Regions from separate parts of the Gossypium arboreum genome. Here region 1 is linked to region 2. Evidence: chromatin contacts called from public Hi-C data. All regions are on one chromosome and are shown on one strand. Each heading gives the region's core, a stretch centred on a gene start, on an enhancer-like site or on the middle of the called end of the contact. The rest is flanking DNA. Distances are from core to core; before and after follow the strand shown.

The links. A called contact is a pair of places that touch in the nucleus more often than the background predicts.
Region 1: a contact with region 2 is called in a Hi-C map of leaf, with 2.7 times the contacts expected there. The contact joins the promoter of LOC108458110 here to the enhancer-like site in region 2. A contact is called at or near these places in 2 of 5 Hi-C or Micro-C datasets (both in leaf).

Annotation. Positions count from the first base shown.
Region 1 is chr8:125,570,603-125,574,135 of ASM2569848v2, forward strand. LOC108458110 (zinc finger CCCH domain-containing protein 32-like) reads left to right here and starts at 2,028. Exons shown (of 8, transcript XM_053031514.1): 1 at 2,028-2,164; 2 at 2,239-2,365; 3 at 2,514-2,656; 4 at 3,450-3,512. The coding sequence starts at 2,269.
Region 2 is chr8:125,482,750-125,486,490 of ASM2569848v2, forward strand. No RefSeq gene overlaps it. Among protein-coding and RNA genes, the nearest start is that of LOC108460929, 11 kb to the left of the region's middle. Within about 2 kb of position 1,647, at least 1 of the 2 cell types and tissues checked has an H3K27ac peak or open chromatin away from gene starts, as enhancers often do. A contact at or near this core is called in leaf, where this site is marked.

The sequences.
Region 1 (3,533 bases), core at 778-3,277, 88 kb after region 2:
TGCCACTTTAACCCCCAACCAACTCTATTGCTTTTGCCTCTAAGCCCCTGTAACCCGAGATTCTTAGGATAAAAAAAATCCCTTTTTACCCGCCCCATGCCCTATATAAATGCATATTCCCATCCCTTTAATTTAGTAAACAATTTTTTTCTTTTTTCTTGTGTGTTGGTTTTTTCAAGGTTTAAAGATTTATTTCTCTCTAGCTTTGAGAGAGACATAGTCATAATTTTAAGTTGTGTTTGAGTTCATAGTGATATCATGGAGCTCGGCGACGTACTAATTTCACCTGCTATATGAGTATGGCACCATCACTTGAAAAAATTGGGATCGCTTTGCAACTTAAAGTCCAAGTTGGTAGTGGTTATACCATATCGGGTTGAAGTGTAACTAGGGCTTCATGTTTACAAAGGTTATGCTATTAAAGGATGGAGTATAACTAGGGCCCTAGTTGACGGTGGTTATGTGTGCATGACAACCAATTTCTCCTCGTCAGATGAGCATGCTTTATAAAACCCACACAGAAGTGCGAAGAAGAAAAACAGAGGGGCTTTCCAATATAATCAAGTATTCGTGCTGTCTATATCCACCAAAGACAATGACCCTGTTAGTAAAACTTATTACACCCTAAATATGTTACATGTTATAATAACGAAATCACTGCCTTTGGTGGACATGGATAAAATGAAATACTTGATTATACTAAAAGACTACTGTGTTTTTCTTCTTCGTACTTCTATTTGGGTTTTATAAACCATTCTCTTTTGACGAGGAAAAATTGGTTGTCATGCCCACATAACAACTTTCAACTGGTGCTTTATTTATGATCCATCCTTTTATAGCATAACCTTTGTAAACTTAAAGCCCTAGTTACACTTCAACCCCAGACCGTATAATCACCGTCAACTGGGACCTTAAGTTGCAACACGATCCGACTTCCCGGGTGATAGCTTTTTACTCATATGGAAGATGAAAATTATAGGTCACCCAACTCCACAGTACCACTTTAAATTTAAACATTCTTTAAAATTATGACCATGTCTATCCCAAACATGGATCAAAATAAATCTACAAACTTCTAATTTTCAACTGCAAGAAAAAAGAGAGGAAAAAAAATAATTTTTGGGAAAGTGACAACGCGTCATAGAGGACTCGTTTTCTTTGTCTCTCCAAAAATAGTATAAATCAACAAATTTGTAGAATTTCAGCATAGTTTCTTAAATAATTTTTTTAACATATTCTTATAAATTAACCTATAATAGTGATGTGTCGTTAATTTATTTTTAAAAAAAAATAAAGCACATGACTAATTAATTTTGCTAGTATAATAAAAAGATCCATTAGAATAATAATATTAAAAATAATATGCATAAAAAAACTTAAATACAAAATTAATACTCAAATTATATCGTTTTTCTCATGTTGGTATTTAATTTTTTAATGAAAGTAGTATTTTAACTATCAATTTCATTTCATTTGACCCAAAATGCGATATCATCTAATAAGAACAAGACACCTTGCGTATTTTCATGCATGCCATACACTTATTGGGTAAAATGAGATGAAATTAATAATTTAGTAGCACTTTTGACAAAAAAAAAGTACCTAAATGAGAAAAACGTAATAATTTAAGGGTCAATTTTATAGTTAAGCTAAAAATAGGTTAAAATATATTCCAAATCTTCGTACTTAATTTAGTCTTACTTTTATTCCTAAGGATGTAGTCCTATTTTTAAAATTTAAATTTTAAGTCCAATTATTAATTATATTAAAATGTTTATATTAATTTCATTGGTTCGACATTTTGCAATAAAAAATCACTTGATAAACATGTAATAAAAATAAAATATAATCGTATTAACAAATAAAATTGTATTTTTAAAAATAAAAGTAAAGGACTAAATTTCAAATATAGAAAAAGTAGAGGAATTTGAAACATATTTTAACCAACAAAAAATAAATACTATACTTGGACAAAAAGTTGTAATCATACGATACTACTATAAAAAGGCGCCGAACCTATACCGTACAGTATTTGAGAGAGAAAAAGAGAGCGAATAAACAAAGCTCAATTGAAGTGGAAGAATCTCTCTCTCTCTCTCTCTCTCTCTCCTTCCTCCTTATTTTTTTCTTTAGCAAAGTTCCACTCTCGATCGAGCTCTCTCCGGTCAGTCTAGAACATTCTCAGATTCTCCGTATTCATTTATTTTCTTGTAAAGTCGGTAAGATACTACTGTACAGAATCCCCCAACAGGACGGAAACCAGTTTTGATGGAGTTGTACGGTCAAAACCCGGCACGGAATGGATCTTTTTCGGGTCATCAGCTCGAATGGATTCCCGCTGGTCCCGAAACTGGCGGCCTTGAAGGTACTTTTTCTTTTCAATATTTTTTTTCCTGTTTTCTTCACACATTGTAACGACGTCACTTACTGTTTGGAGTTTTAGGTTTTTCTTTTTTATATAATGTGGAGAGTGAGTTACAGTTTTCCTTAGTATTTTCTTTGGTATAATGCAGAATCCATGTGGCAGTTATCGTTGAGGGGCACCGAATCGTACCCGGAACGGCCCGGAGTACCTGACTGTGTTTACTATATGCGAACTGGGTTCTGTGGATACGGTAATAGGTGCCGTTATAATCATCCTCGTAACCGTGCCGCGGTAAATTTCTCCTTATCATTTTCTTCGAAAAGTGGGGCTTTATTTTGTTAGCTATGTTTGATTCTGCATTTAACTGATATTGGTTGATTAATGTGAAATGGAATAAACAATATATATTTATGTTGTCGGATTACACTGTTAATGGTGACAGTGGAGGTGTAAGTAAATGAACTTACTTTACTTTCAAGATCAACAATGGATGTGCAAAATGCACTAGGTAGTAGGAGCATGTATCATGGTACATTTTGATGCTTTAATAATAGTAGCAGTAATTGAAGCATATATTTGTTTCTTCTAGCTCTTAGGAGCTCTGATGAGCATGATTCGTAGTGCAATATTTACCTCCAAATAGAAACTGGACCTGCAATTTAGAAGTTTGCTTGACATCCTATGTTCTGGATCTCTGATTTAAATGGCTTTAACTTAAGTCTATGTCTATTTCTTCAGCATCTTTCCAAACACTGTAATTTGACTGTAATTTGGTTGGCCTGTCTTACACTCTAATTCATGCCAAACTTTTTTATTTTGGTATAATCGATACATGGTCTTTGTTTCCAAAAATTTTGTTTAATTTGTGGGCAAGTGAAGCAAATAACGGGAGATTTTACCATGGAATTGTGCTTCATTGGACTCATGTCAAGTTAAAAGTTATAGATAGGATGGTGTAAGAGAATTTAAAGCTTACTTAGGTCTTCTCATTATTTGTGGTTTAGAACTGAGATAAGATTTTTCCTGTACTATGGCTTAAGCCTCTTTTGAGTGTTCAGTCATTCTTGGTTATGATGCCATTTAGGTTGAGGCTGCTGTAAGAGCTACAGGGGAGTACCCTGAACGACCTGGGGAACCTGCATGTCAGGTAAAGGAATAATTTCATTCT
Region 2 (3,741 bases), core at 397-2,896:
CGTCGACCTCCAACACTCTCCAATGTATAATGTCGGTTTAGACGTTACAACTTTATAGTCTACTGATATATTCATGCTATACTGCTTAATGGAAAAAACACATTCTTCCTTACTTTCGAATTTTTGACCCACGAACAACTCCTCAGGATCAGAATATACAGCTATCCGGTGAGCAGGTAGTATTTCAGGGTGCTCCGGAAACTCAACTGCGTGCGTCGCATCGGGGTCTATCTGAGACATGTGTATCCCAGGATTATTGTGTATCGCAATATGACGAATCTGGTTCCCAAATGAAGACGCGTTAACGTTTCTATCATCATTCACGCCTTCGTCGTCAATATCATCTGGGACCTCGTCTACATCGGGATCACTCTCACTATCGACTTCGTGATCAGAAGGATCACTACTATGGCATATATCATCACCAACCACATCAGTCTCGGGTGCATCATTAAGATCAATGTCGATCCCGTGTATAGTTGATTGGCTATCAACGTACGATATCGGAACCACCATACACGGCTCTTGAGCTCTATCTTCTTCACCTAATGAAGTGGGATCTTTAGTTGCCTATATACCAGCTAACTCAGCAAATAACTGAATCAGTGCATTTTGGTTGCTTCGAGTCCCACAATAAAGAGTGACCATTGTCTCCACGTCTTCATCGTCTACGACTTCCATTTCGGTGAATTTTATGGGATCCGTCGAAACTGGAAACTTGTAGAAAAGTTTCGACATCCTTCTCCCACAACGTTTATAAATTTTTTCACTAATTTTTTCCTTCATATCATCAAACGATATATTTTTACTAAATCTCATTGCTACTTGTTTGCGACATTCAAATATACATCCCACGGTTGTTGTCAAAATTTCTCCATAAAAAATAAACACATACGAAAAATTGATTCTCCATCTTCAATACTAGATCTGTTAAAAATTTTTCAAAATTTTCAAAACAGTTTCGAATAGAAAAAAAAAATACATAAAATTTTTAATGCAAATATTTTCATTCATAAGCTAACAAAATTAATAACCTAACAAAATAACTTTCAAATAATAAAATTACTAACAAAACTTTACATTCTATTTACAAAAAAAAAATACTAAAATACCTTATCCTCCTCCTTGTTTTCTTCTCCTTTCTTTTTTTTCTTCTCCCTATCTTCTTCTTTACGTTCAACTTGCTATGCTAAATTTTGTTAATATGTTCATTTGATTTTCGGGAGTATATATAGGGGAAAAGTTAAGCATGTGTGGGCCCCACCACAACCATTTGCGCCTCTGAGGTAGGCACATTCATTTGCGCCTCTGAGAAAGGCTCGATTAGTCGCGCCTCTCAAGTAGGCGCAACCTGTATTCGTATTTATACGCGGGTCATACTAACCCAAAAATAAAAAAAATAGTATTTTATTTAAAAAAACAAAAAAAAATTAATATAAAATAATCATTTGCGCCTGTCAGATAGGCGCGAATGAAAAAAACACCCCATTATTCGTATATAATTGGGCTGACAACCTATTTTGATAAATAATTTTTTTAAAATTTATTTTAGTAAAAAACCCGAGAAATGGGGAAGTTGAGGCAGCCATGACGTAGATGTCTGGTTCTGTTCCAGTTGGATGAGATTCTTTGGAGAACGCAAATCGATGGAAACCTGTTTCCTTCTTGCAAGTTGGACCGATATCGTTCGAGTCGTTGACGCCATTTATTAAGCCGTTTCAATGAAACGTCAAGCTTTAAAGTTAAAAGTTTGGTCCACACTCATAAGCCCGGCTAATTAGCCCAATTATTCCCAATAAATGTTGGGTTAGAAAGCCCGTCCTCAACTTTGGACCGAAGCCTAAAGCTGTTTATGGATGTTCAAAGTAACTTTGTCCACTTGCTAATGTCACGTGAGCAAACTGTGCGCGAAAAATTCAGTTCTAAATTACTTATGTTAGAATTTAAAAAAAGCTCAGGTTAACTATAATTAAAGTGATTAAATTATTAGTAAATTTATGTTTTGATTATTTAACTTAAAAAATTATAAAATGATTATTGAACTATTTAAAATTTTTCATTTAAATTACTGAACTGTTAAAATTATTGTTGTATAACGCTCTTTGTTTGCACTGCACCTACCCAAAGTCCTCATTTTCCTTCTCTTTTACAATTTAGATTTTTTTTCCTATAAATAGCTTTGAACATCACGTATCTGCGAATAAAAATCTAAACAACTTTATTCTTCGATCTTCGACATTAATCGTTAAATTGATTTAGATCTAGGGTTTTTTTTTTACTCATCGATGGGTATTGATCTATCGTACCAATCGTCGAATTATCACTTAAAGCTAGCTAGCCAAATTTTTTTATTAAAAAAAAACCTTAACAACCTAATGACTTAAGTAAAAACACCCGAATAGTTCAATGATTTAAGTGAAAACTTTTAAATAGTTTAGTAACCATTCTGTAACTTTTTAAGTTAAGTGACAAAAACATAAACTTGCTAATTAATAATTTAGTAACCTTGGATGTAGTTTACCCAAAAAAATTTCTAAGGAATTTAAACTAAAAGGCTACTAAGGTTTAAAAAAAAGTTAAACATTTGAGAAAAGTTAGAATAAATGCTTTTAGGTGCATTTGGTTCGCCGAATATTAGATTACATTTCGTAGTAGGATTATGAGAACATAGATTATAGGTGGAATATAAGATTACGTAAACGTAAATTTTACTAAATTGTCTTTGTTATAAAAATTTTCTTTTAAAATTGAACATTTTTAGTTTTAAATTTTTCATAAAATTATAATAACTTAATAAATTCATTTTTATTACATCTTGATTTTATTATATGAATTCAATTGAAGAACTATTATATCTAATTATGATAGTTCATTATACGGTTTATACTTGTTTATTTTAGGAATTTGATTTGCTTTTAATAAGAAAAGAAAAGTGGAACTAAAATTCATAATATAAATTGGGTTTTTAAGCAATTTGAGTTTTTTTCAATTGTTAATGTTTGTGTTTTGTTTGATAATGTAAGCTATTATAGCCGTATTTGTAAATTTTTATACAAGAAAAGAATGGGGCTTTTATTTCTTGAAAAAAATCACCATACAAAAGATTAATCAGACAATTCATAAAAGAAAAAGATTAATCAAACAAATTCAAGTTCGAGGTTTAGCCTAACATCAAAATTTAAAATTTATAAAAAAAATCATTTTCCTAGAGCATTCAACAAACAAATTTTTTTGTTTAAAAAATAATAATAACAAACCTCTAACAATCAATGCAATAAACCACAAAGTAGTATGAAGACGAAGGATAATTTTGTTTTAAATTGTAGATTCTGTTCAAAATATTAGATAACCTAAGAAAGAGGTCGTAATGATATTACATCCTATATTACGACAACTCGACACTGTTTAGGAATTTGAGATTATGGAATGGCCAAAATGTTAAGAATCCAAACACTATAATATCATTTCGGAATGTAACATTACATGTTGTAATGTAAGATTCAATCAATCAGATGCCTTCTTAGCGTATTTGATTACCAAATGATGTACGATAAACGTGAGGCTTGAAAAAACCTTTATTTATAGTTGAGTCTCATCTAAACACTTATATAGATTGAATTACAATGATAATTAGGGTTTAAATCTATTACAACTTGGAGTTTTAAGAAATTTAAACTCTATTCATTTATCTTTTAAATTTCAAGTTAATTTGGTAAACTACAAAATATAGAGTATTTAATA